Linked DNA regions of Mus musculus: regions 1, 3, 4 and 5 are each linked to region 2. Evidence: chromatin contacts called from public ChIA-PET, HiChIP or PLAC-seq and promoter capture Hi-C data. All regions are on one chromosome and are shown on one strand. The core of a region is the stretch at or near the end of the contact, and the rest is flanking DNA. Distances in the headings are between cores, read along the strand shown. Region 1 holds the start of Lmtk2 (lemur tyrosine kinase 2). Region 2 holds the start of Daglb (diacylglycerol lipase, beta). Region 3 holds the start of Ccz1 (CCZ1 vacuolar protein trafficking and biogenesis associated). Region 4 holds the start of Bhlha15 (basic helix-loop-helix family, member a15). Region 5 holds the start of 2900089D17Rik (a long non-coding RNA gene).

Region 1 (2,700 bases), core at 186-2,685, 640 kb after region 2:
CCACGGACAGCTAAGTGTTTACAATGGGTTTTTGGAGGGAGTTTGGAAACCAGGTGAAGCTCTGGGCTTGCAAGTTGCTAAAGTTCCACCTGATAAGATGCAAGGCAGCTCTTCAGGTGTTTTTATTCACAAATTGGACTCCCAGAGTCAGCAAAGGTGGTCTCCCCAACCCCAAGGAAGGGGCTCAGAGCTGTGTTACAGTCAAACACTTTCTCCCTTTCTATTATGTGTGCATGGATGTATGTGTTGTGTGCATGGATGTATGTGTTGTGTGCATGGATGTATGTGTTGCTTGTGTTTGCATGTGATTTGTTTATGTGTGTGCATTTTCTCCACCTGTCCCTGTGTATGTATGTGTGTGTGTGTGTGTGTGTGTGTGTGTGTGTGAAGGCCAGAAGAGTGTCTTTCCTCGGGGTCAGGGTCCACTTTTTGTTTTTGAGGCAGGGTCTCTTATTGGCCCGAAACTTACCTAGCAAGTTTGTCTGGCTTGTCAGCGAGTCCTACGAGCCATCTTTTTTTCTGCCTCTTCAGCAAGCATTGTCCACTAAGGTTAGATTTTCTTTATGTGGATTTCTTGGGGATCAAATTCAGGCCCTCAAGCTTGCAAGGCAAGCAATCTCTTCATTGCATTTGAGACATCTTCTACCTCACCTGGAAGTTGCTCCCTCCTCACACCCATCACCAACACCTAGCACAGTTCCAGTAGAGAACACCCAGGAGGAGCTCCAAGGTGACTCAAGACAGGGCTGCTGTCCTCAAGGGGTTTACAGTCACAGGAACAATAAAACATGACAGTCGGCCCAGGGCTGGGCTAGGTCGGGGCTGTGGATGCTCAGTTATTTGTGGGATTGGGGTGAAGCCATCGATGAAGTCATACATATTCCAGGTGTGTCTTGACGAATGAAAGGATGCGCATCTGCCAGGTGAACAAGAGGGGGCAGGAAGGGCTGGCTGTCTTGGCAGAGGAGCTGGCTTGAGCTCACTGCTACGTCAGTAAGTGAAGTCAGAAACATTCTGTGCTTGATCAATTAAAATTTTTAAAAATTTCAACGTTTCCTCAAGAGCTTATCTGATATGAGGGTCAGCCTAAGAAGAAGAGGCTAAGAAAGTTCTGATAAGTGAAAATGAAGAAAGTAAAACCGGGGATAAAATACCGAGAACCATGTTGGTAAAAATTAGAAAAGAAAAATAAAAAGTAGGAGAAAGAGAGACAAAAGTCCCAGATTAAATTATGTGGGTTATTATGGACTTCTTTATATCTTCCTAAAATAATTGTCGATGTTACCTGCTGCCCACGCCTCATTCCTCTGTCTGCAGGGGGCGCACCGATCGCCACCTTGCCGCCTATGGCTGAGAGGGTGGGGCTCCCGGAGTCAGTATGGATTGACGATTGGCTGGTCCAGGTGTCGGTCCCGGCATCCCGCCTCAGCTCTACGTCACATGACGCAGCCCATCATGGCGGCGGGAGCGCGGCTGCCTGGGCCCGCGGCTCCGCAGGCTGGGCGCCGTTGCTGCTGTTGAGGGGCGGCGGCGGCGGCGGTGGCGGCGCTGACGGGCGGGAAGGATGATGCTGGCTCCGAGGCCAGAGCGGCGGATGCAGACCAGGAACAAGGTTGACGTTTGGCTAAAGAGACGTGTGTCCCGAAGCAGCCGGCGCCGGTGTCGCTGAGGCGGCGCGGAGGGCTGACCGACTGACTGAAGGCGGCGACCCGAGAGCCGGCCCCGTGGGGGACCGCGCGGTGGACGAGATGCCGGGGCCGCCGGCGTCGCCGCCGCCGCCGATGCTCCTGCTGCTCCTGCTCCTGACGGTCGGCTGTGCCCGGGCCGCGCCACTTCCGCAAACAGGTGCAGGTGAGCGGAGCCCGGGGGCTGCGGGGCCGCTGCGTCTTGCGGGGCGGCGGCGAGGGCGGCGGGCTTGCGGGGTTGGGCCACCTCTGCGGCGGATCGGAGGCCTGCCGAGGGCAGGAGGCCGCGGGATGCCCGCGATCTCAGGGAGATTTCTTGCCGCAGGGGCGTGGGATGGGGGGCGGGGGCGCGGCGACACGGTGGGGGTTGGGGAAGACGGCGGGGCGAGGTGGCAGCGATGGGTTCCCCTACCTCCCGGGGGACTCTTTTTCCCGGACTCTTAAACTTGTTGCCCTAAAGGTACCTCCAGCTTCTGTCCTCGACACTTCCTTTTTTTTTTTTTTCTTCTTCCAGATGTCACCTGCCTCTGGTGGCTTTTCTCCCGTCTTATTATAAGAACCGTTTCTTATTTCTCGTCATTCCTTAAATGAAACCAATGACTCGCGGAAGCTGTGCAGTTTCCTTGGCTCACCGAAACTTGTTCTAAAGTTGTAAATTGATTTTAGATGCTGTGGTTGTTGGGCTATTGGTTTATTTATCTGTTTATTTATTTATTTTTTCGGAATGAGTCGCTGGGGATGAGAAAGGAACAAACGATACATAATTTTGTTTTAGGAAGCTAGTGACTGGAGTAGCATAGCAGCTTTTGCGTATCCACTGACAAATTGGCCTGAGGGTAATTGAACTATTTCAGCGAGTGATTCTCTTTTCAAGCTCTCAGCCCTTCTGTATTTTCTGCATATAGTTTTGATTTGGAGTTTATAAATAAAACTTCAGCCAAAGAAACCATCTCAGAAATTTTAAGAAAAAAAAACAAATCTAGGCTAACTTTCCATCATTACGGCTTTCTTTCTT
Region 2 (2,702 bases), core at 107-2,606:
AAACCTAGGTTACCTCTAATTCCTCCAGCAATTGACTGTAGCCAATTTTATTTAATCAGTAGTTTTAAATCAAGGAACAAGGTTTGCACAACAAAAATTTGTAAGTAGAAGACCTAGACCTGTGGGTGTAGAATTTAGCATGACAACACCAAATCTCAACAACCCTCAATTTCTAACCCTTTTGTCTCCACCTCCCAACACCTGTCCCACCACTTCTGGTTTACACAGTAGCTAGGATTGGAAACCAAGGCTTTGTGCATGCCAGGCACAGTACTCTGCCAACTTAGTTACATCCCCATCCTCAGGATGGACATTTTCACAAATCCCGCATCTTCTCAGCTAATTATAAGTCCAGATCTTAAAACTAAACCCCTTGCCTGACACCATCTCTGTTGATCAGCTTGTCTGGCAGCAGGCAGACTTGGGCCAGGGAGTGATTAAGCACCATAAAGAAACCAGAGTTAGGAAAAGGGCTAAGGAGACGGCTCAGGAGTTAAAGCACTTGCTATACTAGTGTGAGGACTAAAGTTCAGATTCCCAGAAACTCAGGAAAGTGCAGGATGGGTGTGGTAGCACACCTGTTATTACAGCCTGGTACGGGGGAAATCAGAAGATCTCCGCAGCAAGCTGGCTCGCAGGACCAGCCGGCTCACCGAGCTTTGTGTTTGATTGAGAGAACCTGCCTCAGCAAGGTGGAAGAGCTGGGTACAGTTCTTGATAACATCCTCAGACCCCCACATGCATGAGCACATGTATACAGGCACCTACATACGTGCGCCCCACCACACATGCAAAAACACGCGCACACACACATGCACACCACCGACACTAAAAATCTGGGGAGCTAAAATGTGTGTGGGAGTACAGCAGGTAGATGATGAGGGAACACAGACACTAATTAGAGGCTTTTGATGTAAGACTCCGCTAGAAAAGTCTCTGGAAAGGATTAACATGCACTTTACGCCGAAGCACAGACTTGCAAGTCTTAGACATAATTTAGACCAGGTCTGATGGTTCTCCTCGGTCACCAGGGGGACCGTGGGGAAGAATGGGAACTAGCATTAGTGAGACCAGGCAGGGGAAGGGATGAAGATGGATAAAGCACGGTGTGTGTGGAGAGAGAGAGAAGAGGAATGGAGGTGCTAAAAGGCGTACAGTAAAGTCATCCCAAGCTAGAAAGATTCAGAGACCCAGACCTACGTCCTAGCTTCACTATTCATAGGCGCGGCTCTCTAGGGAGAGCATTCTCTCCAGATCTTTTTAAATCCTCAGTCTATTAAACAGAAATGACCACACCGGAATGGACTTCATACGCCACCGACCGGCACTTAACAGCCAGCAGCTGACTTCCGGGTCAGGGGACCTGGGAAGGAGGCAAAGACAGCAAAGTGCGCGTCTCTTGTGGGCGCGCTCCGGACTCGGGCCGGAGGCGCATGCGCGGGTCTTTACGTAGGCTTGCGCCTTGGCGCTGCTGGGGACCCCCTCCAGACACGCGCGGAGTCAGAAGGGTGCGCGCGGCTTAGGCGGCGCGGTGGGAGGTGCGCCATGCCGGGGATGGTGCTGTTCGGCCGGCGCTGGTCTCTAGCCAGCGACGACTTGGTGTTCCCCGGGTCTTTTGAGCTGTTCCTGCGTGTGCTGTGGTAAGTGAGGCCGCCGTGAGGGTGGGAGGCGCGCTGGTTAAGGCGACAAAAGTCGTGCCTTCTTGGTGCTTAAGGGGCAACCGCGCCCCCGGAGCACAATCTGTCTGCACCTAGGATATAGAGGCAGTCGCTCTGTGTATTTGACAGGGTCCGGGACCTTCAGCTCTGCAGGGTAGGAGCCGAGCCCTAGGGTGCAGCGCCGAGCCCTAGCCTCGAGAGCGTGAGGGAAATGTGAGCATCTAAAAACCATAGCCCCCAGGTCTCTCCTTCCTGAAGCCCGCGGCTCCGGAACTTTGGATCACACCTGTCCTTTTTCTTGCTGGGAGGGTATCAAAGTCCCTGTCAATGCAAAACAATAATCTGGGAAATAGCAATTTCGGAGCAATTCATAGAAACCAGGATAATAGGCCGGTTTTGCAAAATGCAGCTAGGCTCAGTGGGAAACGGCACCGGTGGGTGAAGTCAGCCCCTGGCACGCCTGCCGACGAGGAATAACGTTCTTAGAAAAAAAGCATTCTCAAGAGGTAAAGGAATAGGAGCAGCAAAGCCCTTTCTAGACAGGCCGGGTTTTTCTCAGATCGTTTTTAGTCTGAAACTCCTGACACGGAGCTCTGGTGTTTGGACAGAAAAAGTTATCTAGGGGCTGAAGGTGTAACAGTTCCTTTTGGTAGAGTACTCACCTAACATGAAGGAGGCCCTTGTGTGCACGGGATCCCCAGCACCACACAGAACTGATAGTGGCGGCTCTCACCTGTAAATCCCAGGACTAGGGGGTGGTGTAAGAGCATCTGCGGAGAGCATCTGCGGTTCACAGTCATCCTTGGATATACAGTGAGTCATAGGGGAGTTGCACAAGACCCTCCCTCAAAAAAAAAAAAAAAAAAGAGGTGCGGGGGGAGGGGTGGTACGGGGACAGAAAAGTTATCTAGACCAATCTTACCTTTATTTTTTCCCCTCTAGTGCTTGAGCCCGGGCTTCACGTATGCTAGGCTTTGAGTTAAATCCTCCCCACCTCAGATGACACCTCTTAGGGCTTTGGAATGTCAATCTTTAATTGGACCA
Region 3 (2,700 bases), core at 151-2,650, 550 kb after region 2:
GAGGTAATTGTGATATTCACCAAATCACATCTCATCAGTAGGACAAGATGAAAGTCTCAGATTTCTTCCCATGTGTCAGAAACCCTCACAAGGAAGATGCAGGTGTGCGCGTGTACAAGAATACAGGATCCACAATTGCACCAAGTTGGTTCGGGAGCACTTGGGCTGACAGCCTCTAAATAGGGCTTTTTTTTTTTAAGATTTATTTATTTATTTATTTATTTATTTATTATATGTAAGTACTTATTTATTTATTTATTTATTTATTTATTTATTATATGTAAGTACACTGTAGCTGTCTTCAGACACACCAGAAGAGGGCATCAGATCTCATTACGGGTGGTTGTGAGCCACCATGTGGTTGCTGGGATTTGAACTTCGGACCTTCAGAAGAGCAGTCGGGTGCTCTTACCCACTGAGCCATCTCACCAGCCCCTAAATAGGGCTTTGATCTGCTTGCAACAAAACACAGTTCTAGGCATGTTTTGAGGAAGTTGCCACTGTCAACTCGGAGTAAAAAAAAACGCTTATAACTTCGATTTTGGGTGCTCCCTTCGGCAGCACATATACTAAAATTGGAATGATACAGAGATTAGCATGGCCCCTGTGCAAGGATGACACTCAAATTCGTGAAGCGTTCCATTTTTTTCCAACGTTTATCCTAGACACAGTGAAAAACTATTTCATTCTAATGTTTACCCTAGATAGAATGATTCTACTAGAGTTCGACTATGATACCTGAATATACACCTAAAGCACTCTTAACTCCTACCATCACAGAAATGCTTGCACATAAATCTTTATTGCTACATTAATGACATTAGCCACAAGCTGGAACCAGCATAGATATCAACCAAACAGTTTAGTGGATAGAAATGTGTTAAAACACAATGAGATTTTAGTTAGCCGGAAGGAAAAATAAAGTAACAGTAACATTTCCAGAAAACAAAACATCAATTTTGGGGAAAACAAGAAAAAAGAAAAAATTAACTTTGTGAAGCGCCTCCAAGTTTTTAGTTTTGTTTCATTTTCCCTCTTTTGGGAGCTCTGTCCTACCAATCTGGCTCCACCTTTGCAATCGAAGATTCCAAGAGAGGAGTCAAGTTCGATCTTAATTGCCCAGACCTGACGCGATGGGAAAGACTTTCAAGCCGGGCGGAGGGATTAACCTGGGACCTCCGTTGCCAGGACGGGCTGCGGCATCAGGGGCCGGGCACGGAGCAGGCTCGCGGCCCCTTCGGCTTACCTCTCCCTCGCGCGGCCCGAAACGGGGGTTGTAGATGAAGAAGCTCAGCAGCGCTGGCGGGAACTGCTTCTCCTGGGCCGCCCAAGCACCCGGCCCGGCCGCGGCTGCCGCCATCCCGGCCCGGCCCCCGTTTCGGGAGGCTCCCCTCCGCCCGCTCCGAGGCAGCAGCCTTAGGGAACACCGCACTTCCGCCTCGCTAGCCGGCGGCCCGGAAGAGCTCGAAACTGACCCAGAAGAAAAACCTGCAGTGCCCAGTCCCTCTCTGATAGGTCCGTGTGGAACCAGTTCCCTCGTGTTTATTGGGCTGGAGTGTTTTCAATTATATCAGCTCTCAGCTGGCTGTCATGGCTAAAGGCGAAGACCACGAATTTCAAGAGAAATGTAACAATGGATTGGGGTGGGGGGGGTGTTGTTTCTTTTCTTTTGTTTGTTTGTTTGTTTGTTTGTTTGGATAGGGGTTCACTATGTACACCAGGTTGGCCTCTAACTCACAGAGATCCTCATGCCTCAGCCTCCTGGGTGCTGGCATTAAAGGCGTCATGGATACGGTATTTTTTAAGTGTGAAAAAACGTTTAGGGGAACACATTTTTCTTGAAGGTAGCCAGTTTACATCTGTTGTTGGTTGGTTTTTGGTTTTGTTGTTGTTGTTGTTGTTGTTGTTGTTGTTGTTGTTTTACATTTATTTATTTGTCCTCCAGGGAGGGGGATGTCCTGGCACGTGTATGAAGGTCAGAGGACAACTTGTTGAAATTGCTTCTCCCCTTCAGCACCACATAAACTGGGTGTGGCTGGCACGCCCTGGTGTGGTGGAGGCAGGAGGATCATAAGTCAAGGTCAACCTCGAATATATAGCACTTTTACTTACATCAATTATAAGCAATGGACTATAAGCAAAAGCAAAAATGTCCAAATTTACCTTGCCACAGAACTGGAGAGATGGTTCTACAATTAAGAGCACTGGCTGCTTTCACTAAGGACCTGGATTTAGTTCCAGCTCATAATGGCCAATAACTCCAGCTGCAGGGCATCTGATGCCTCTTTTGGCCTCTGTGGGCACTTGCTCAAATGTGGCACACATAAATTCATGCAAGCACACATATACGTATAAAATAAATCAATCCTTTTTTTTTTAATCTACCCTATCACCAACAAAGCTGATTTTCTTGGAACAAGTGAAAACCTGTAAATCTATAGTCTTCTCAGTGAATAAATCAACAGGCCTAGTGGAAAATATCCTGTCGATTCAGATTTCATCTGTCTTCTAAAGTGTTTGTGAGGTAATCCTATACCCTAGCCGTTACAGAAGAGATACGGGGTAGGTTTTTGCTTGAAATTGGATTCGTGAGCAGTCGTTTACGCAACACTAAACTGTAGTTGCTACACAGAACTATGTAAGCATGCAAATCGACAAGTGTTTCCCATACGTGCTTCATTTTCATTTTGATACAGAAAG
Region 4 (2,700 bases), core at 121-2,620, 730 kb after region 2:
GTGTCTCAGTTCCCCCCGCCCCCAGTCCTTTCATTGAAGTCCAAATGACATGAGGGAGGTGACAGCTTTCTACCAGAACCATGGCCCACATGACTGTGTCACAAGTACTGAGACCCAAGCCTGCTGAACTTAGCCAGAGCTATGCAGAGTCCTGGCTGAGTTGTTTAGACCTGTCCTATTAATGGGGGGGTGGGGGGGAGACACACTACTATTAGTTGAGCCTAGTGACCAGTTACCCTTATGATTCCTGCAGCAAGAGGCTGAGGCAGAAGGGTAGCCATGAGTCTGAGGACAGCCTTGGCTTTGGAGTCTGTCTCTAAAAGGAAAAAAAAGAGCCAGGGATGTAGCTGAGCTGAGCACATGTGAAGAAACACTGGTTTGGTCCCTAGCACCACACTGCCCCAACACACATCTGTAACTACAACAGTCACTGGATCAAAGAATATATATTTTCAGCACATTTTAGTTGAGTGTGCCATGACCCAATTGCAGTTCTAGCACTTGGGAGGCAGAGGAGACACTGGAGGGTCAGGTGCGCAAGGGCAGCCAGTGTGCTACAGCTAGCAAAATGGCACAGCTGGTAACGTCACGTGCAGCCAAACCGAAGGACTTGAGTTCGACCCCGGCACAACGTGGTGGAAGTAGAGAACAGACTCCTGCAAGCTGTCCCTCTGACCTAGGAGCATGCACATACACCAAAAATAGACACACAGATAAAGGCTAGCAAGAAAACCTGTTTTCTGTGAGCAACATGACACTCACATAGAGGTCAGAGAACAACTTGGGGGAATTGGTTCTCTCCTCCCACTTTGTGGGTCCCAGGCTCCTCAGTCTTGGCATCTTCCCCTCTACCCATAGGCATCTTACTGCCCCATAACCTTTTATATTGTAATTCCCTTGTAACCTCGGGAAACCAAGGCAGGAGCTAGCAACAGATAGGTAGACATGGGTGGCACCCCCTTGCACCCCATTTCAGTAAGGGGAGACAAAAAGAGGAACAGCCCTGTCCTTGAGCCCTTAGGACTAGCAGAGTCCGCTGGAGAAACCAGGGTGCTCCAGGGCAGGGAAGGAGAGAGCTTGCCAGCTTCGCTCAGGGAGGTGGATGTGGTTCCTGCAAGACTATGCAGGGTGGCTTATCCTAGACTCTGTTCTGACTCTTAACCCCAAGGCCAGGTGTCCTGGCCAGATGCGATCCGGGTCCCCCCCCCCCCCTCCCCGCCCTGGCAAGTCCCCAGAGAGGTCGCCTGCTCTCAGAACTGGAGGGAGGGAAGGGAAGGCGGGTCCGCACGGGTCCTCAGAGCGAGGGGCGTGGCCGCAGGTGCCGCCCTGGCCCCTCCCAGCGAACTCATTTACATGCTTCCCGCAGCCCCGCCCGTGGTGGCTAAAGCTACGTGTCCTTGTCCCCCGTGGGCAGCCTCTGCGCGTACGGCCTCGAATCCCCAGGTAAACCAAGGGGTTGGGGAAACTATATAGGACTGCTGGGAGGGAACCCCAGAAGCTTGATCAGACGCCTGGCAGCTGTAGGGGAAAACAGACAGACAGATGGGATGGTGGCTTCCACTCAGACTGGCTGGTGCTGTCCACGTGGTAGAACTGGGGGCTGCTGCAGGGCCTTGGCAACTATCAGTCTGACCTGTGAGCTGTCCTGCGTGCACTCACTGAGGTTCTGGTTCTGATCATGTCTGGACCTGTGTCATGTCCAGCTGTAAACGTGATGTTTAAAGGGTGCTGCCTGTCTGGGACAAATGACAGTGTCGGGGGGCGGGGGGGACCCATAAGCCAGGGTTGGGACCTGTTCCTGGGTGGTTTAAGCAAATTGTCAAGTACGGAGGCTCAGGAGGAGCAGGGGACCCAAAATGGGTTCCCAGATAAGTGGGGAGGGAAGAAGGGATGGTAGGTTAGAGAAAAGTGGGTCAGTGTGAACTCAGCCAGGGCTTTGGGAGCACAGGTGAGTCAACTCAGGGTTCAGTGTGGACGGGAAGCGCCTAGGTGTCCACTAAGCACCAGTGGTCAGCTGCACTGGCTAAGGAAGCAATGAGACAGCCATGCCGCGTGTCCACTGGCCACACTGAATGACTGCAGAGGGGCTGTGTTCTGAATTTCAGTTGGAAGGGCCTCACCCAGCCACCACCTCCTGGGAAAACCAGCCTGGAGCTATGAAGACCAAAAACCGGCCCCCTCGGCGCCGAACACCCATGCAGGACACAGAAGCCACCCCAGGAGAGCAGACACCTGACAGACCCCAGTCAGGCTCAGGGGGGTCAGAGCTGACAAAGGGTCTCCGGAGCAGGACAGCGCGTGCAAGCGGAGGTCGGGGAGAGGTCAGCCGCCGGCGACAGGGGTCTGGTGGCCGCAGGGAGAACAGTGTTCAGAGGCGGCTGGAGAGCAATGAGCGAGAGAGGCAGCGGATGCATAAACTCAACAATGCCTTCCAGGCACTGCGCGAGGTCATCCCGCACGTGCGGGCTGACAAGAAGCTCTCCAAGATCGAGACCCTCACGCTGGCCAAGAACTATATCAAGTCGCTGACCGCCACCATACTTACTATGTCCAGCAGCCGCCTCCCGGGGCTGGAGGCACCAGGTCCTGCGCCAGGCCCTAAATTATACCAGCACTACCATCACCAGCAGCAGCAACAGCAGCAGCAGCAGCAGGTAGCTGGGGCCATGCTTGGTGTCACTGAGGACCAGCCCCAAGGCC
Region 5 (2,700 bases), core at 79-2,578, 790 kb after region 2:
CGCCTGCTGCAGAATCTGTCAACCAATCTATCTCAGGACCCATATGGTGGAAAGCAGGAACCCACTCTCGAAAGTTATTTATTCTCTGGCTTCCAAATGCGTGCCCACTCATATAAACACACCCTCCCCCCAAATAATTGTAACAAACATTATTATTATTATTTTTAGAAAAAAAGCAAAAGCTAAAGGAGGCCAGGATCTTGTTGGGTCTCCGGCCGTGGCCGGGAGTCAGAACTTCTCTGGAAGTCCAAGATCCATTGTGGGGCGGGACTGAACGAGGACAACACCCCGCCAGCGGCAGCCGCTGAGGCGTCTTTAAGACGCCCTCGCCCAAACCCCGCCCACAGCCCCGCCCCGCCCCGCCCACGTGACCCCGATCTTGTGACCGGCGGGAGGGCGGGGAACCCTTGGCGCGCCCGCCCCGCCCGGCGCGCGCCTCACTGGGCCGAGCTGCCCGGGACACCGCCGTCGCCGCTACCGCCGCCATCCCCGCCGGGCCGAAGGAAGCGAGCCGGGCCGGAGCTGGCGGGCGCGCGGCCCCGGGGGCCGCGATGGACCACAAGCCCCTGTTGCAGGAGCGCCCGCCCGCCTACAACCTGGAGGCCGGCCAGGGCGACTACGCGTGCGGCCCGCACGGCTACGGGGCCATCCCCACCGCGCCCCCGCCGCCGCCCTACCCCTACCTCGTCACAGGTGGGCCCGCAGCTCTTCGGGGTCCCCGAACGGCCTCCGGGCCAAGCACCGCGCTGTCCCCGGCGCGGGCCTGCCGGGGGGGCAGCTGCTACCCGGAGCGCCCTGCCCGGCCAGGCCCTGCCCCGGTGGCCGTGAACTTAGTGTCGGAGGGTTCACACTTGGCTTCTAGAGCCCACCCGCAGGCGCGCTCAGCCCCGTTGGAGGCGGGGAGGACGGGGGCTAAGGGGGAGGGAGGGAGGAGAGGAGGAGGGCCGAGTCGCCCGGGGCTGATCAGCACTCCGCTCCCACAGGGATCCCCACCAGCCACCCCCGGGTCTATAACATCCACAGTCGAACGGTCACCCGGTATCCTGCCAACTCCATCGTCGTGGTCGGAGGCTGCCCGGTCTGCAGGTAAGTCTCTAGCCTGGGGGTGGGGGGTGGCGGCGGAGAACGCACGTGCCGGAATCTTGCAAAAGGCCAGCGGGGGTGGGATGGGGTGGGGTCACAGCCCGGCTCCTGTCTCAGAGGGAAGTCCCGCAGGGGAGGGACTGCAGTGGGAGAAGGTGGGGTCACTCACCCCTGGCTCTGAATTTACTTTATGCGGCAGAAGGATGGGTTCCCTTTTCTGTGGGGAGTTGAGTGCATTTGGGAGGCATGGCACCCGGAGTGCGTGGGACGCAGGAATGTTAACAATGGAGACTGATGGTCTTTCCTCCCTAGTACTGGAGATCCGCAGCGAATCAGGGTTTGTTTTGTTAGGTTTTTTTCCTCCAGTTTCCGCAAGTGTGTCCAGTACTAAGGAGATATTGGGACTTGAGTCCGCAGGCCAGTATGCCAAAGGACTTAGGAGATCCAAGTGGCCAGCAGAGAGCAAAGGCTGTGAGGGTGCAGAATGACGACCAGGGCTTAACAACTCCTGGCCACTAGCTGGCCCAGGAGGAAACCCCGTGCTTCTTTGTTCCGGGCTGGAGTGGTTTTGTTGTTGTGGCTGTTTTACCCTCAAACTGGAGCTGACAGAAACTTTGTGGGGACTTTATGGAAGGTGAGAGATGCAGCCAGGCTCATTCTAGGCAGGCTTTGAGGATTCGGCTTCCAAGTTGGACTTGGCCACTCACCCGGGGATGGGCCAGGTACAGCTCGTGCAGGGCAGGGTTTCAGCCTTTGTCTGGCAGGGGGAAGTTCCAAGTCTCTGAGATGGAATTAAGAAACCCTTGTTTGGACTTAGCTTTCGTTTCAAAAGTGTGTGTCAGAGGCGCAGAGTGGAGCCATAAGGAAGTTAATGATTTTGGAAACTTGCGAGTGGCCTCACAAGAGATGACTGAGGGTGGAAGACACTGGACCCTCGGTTGATCATGTGCTTGGGGGAAGAAGGCTGAAGGCCAGTTAGTTAGAGTCCTCCTTCAGGGACCCAAGTGACTTGGCTTTTGGAGCTGGTGCAGGGGAGAGGAGTGGGACTCAGCTGCTTCCTCTAGCTGTAGATGGGGTGGCTCTCTGATAGCTTGGTCTTGCTGGCCGCCTCTCTCTCTGCAAGCTTTCCACCTGAGGGCTTGAGGCACACCAAAGAGGGAGCATAGACTGGGAGGTGGTCCTAGCTTGTTGAGCCAAGGGGATTAGTATAGGGTCTCCTGTGCAGAGAGAGAGCCACTGGGAACAGAAGGGGGTTAGTTGTATGGAGGTGGGAGACTTCCTGTGTGGCCTTGAGGCTAGTCCCTGCATGGGAATTCTCAGAGCCCTGAGGATGGGACAAATATTAGCTGAACTCTCAGATTTAAGGAGAGGTCTCATAGGGGTAGGTGGCAAGCAGGCAGGAAGGTGGGGAGAGGCATAGCAGTGCAGGGGGCTCACTAGGATTTCATGTCTGCTTGTTCCAGCAACCAGATCCTGGCCCTACCACAGTCAGCTGGGTTTGTTTCTGTTTTTTTTCCTCTCCCCCAGTGGACAGGAGTGTTCCCATGAGGCTCTTCTTGGACCAGACCCCTGAACTTGGGGGTTGGGGTGTGGGGGGACGGACAGCAGGGCAGTATG

The links. Promoter capture Hi-C pulls out the DNA fragments that hold promoters and counts their contacts. ChIA-PET counts read pairs in DNA pulled down with a chosen protein or histone mark. HiChIP or PLAC-seq counts read pairs in DNA pulled down with a chosen protein or histone mark.
Region 1: a contact with region 2 is called in a promoter capture Hi-C map of liver, with 2.9 times the contacts expected there. The contact joins the promoter of Lmtk2 here to the promoter of Daglb in region 2. A contact is called at or near these places in 2 of 39 promoter capture datasets (erythroid cells and liver).
Region 3: a contact with region 2 is called in an RNA polymerase II ChIA-PET map of memory CD8 T cells, with 7 read pairs. The contact joins the promoter of Ccz1 here to the promoter of Daglb in region 2. A contact is called at or near these places in 2 of 39 promoter capture datasets (liver and stem cell-derived epiblast-like cells), 2 of 115 datasets of contacts at active chromatin or transcription factors (large pre-B cells and memory CD8 T cells) and 1 of 9 other capture datasets (pancreatic islet).
Region 4: an H3K4me3 HiChIP or PLAC-seq map of embryonic stem cells shows a contact between it and region 2, with 3 times the contacts expected there. The contact joins the promoter of Bhlha15 here to the promoter of Daglb in region 2. A contact is called at or near these places in 2 of 115 datasets of contacts at active chromatin or transcription factors (embryonic stem cells and pancreatic cancer cells).
Region 5: a promoter capture Hi-C map of stem cell-derived epiblast-like cells shows a contact between it and region 2, with 4 times the contacts expected there. The contact joins the promoter of 2900089D17Rik here to the promoter of Daglb in region 2.

What each region holds. Positions count from the first base shown.
Region 1 is chr5:144,098,926-144,101,625 of GRCm38.p6, forward strand. It overlaps Lmtk2 (lemur tyrosine kinase 2), which reads left to right and starts at 1,436. Exons shown (of 14, transcript NM_001081109.2): 1 at 1,436-1,851. The coding sequence starts at 1,749.
Region 2 is chr5:143,463,137-143,465,838 of GRCm38.p6, forward strand. Daglb (diacylglycerol lipase, beta) reads left to right here and starts at 1,357. Exons shown (of 15, transcript NM_144915.3): 1 at 1,357-1,640. The coding sequence starts at 1,546.
Region 3 is chr5:144,013,453-144,016,152 of GRCm38.p6, forward strand. It overlaps Ccz1 (CCZ1 vacuolar protein trafficking and biogenesis associated), which reads right to left and starts at 1,401. Exons shown (of 15, transcript NM_177682.3): 1 at 1,247-1,401. The coding sequence starts at 1,360. It overlaps Gm24311 (a small nuclear RNA gene), which reads left to right and starts at 546; the gene lies at 546-649. It overlaps Gm33427 (a long non-coding RNA gene), which reads left to right and starts at 1,707. Exons shown (of 2, transcript XR_377194.2): 1 at 1,707-2,524.
Region 4 is chr5:144,188,916-144,191,615 of GRCm38.p6, forward strand. It overlaps Bhlha15 (basic helix-loop-helix family, member a15), which reads left to right and starts at 1,371. Exons shown (of 2, transcript NM_010800.4): 1 at 1,371-1,443; 2 at 2,106-2,700. The coding sequence starts at 2,157.
Region 5 is chr5:144,254,827-144,257,526 of GRCm38.p6, forward strand. It overlaps 2900089D17Rik (a long non-coding RNA gene), which reads right to left and starts at 1,329. Exons shown (of 3, transcript XR_868683.3): 1 at 1,253-1,329. It overlaps Bri3 (brain protein I3), which reads left to right and starts at 399. Exons shown (of 3, transcript NM_018772.4): 1 at 399-693; 2 at 984-1,086. The coding sequence starts at 552.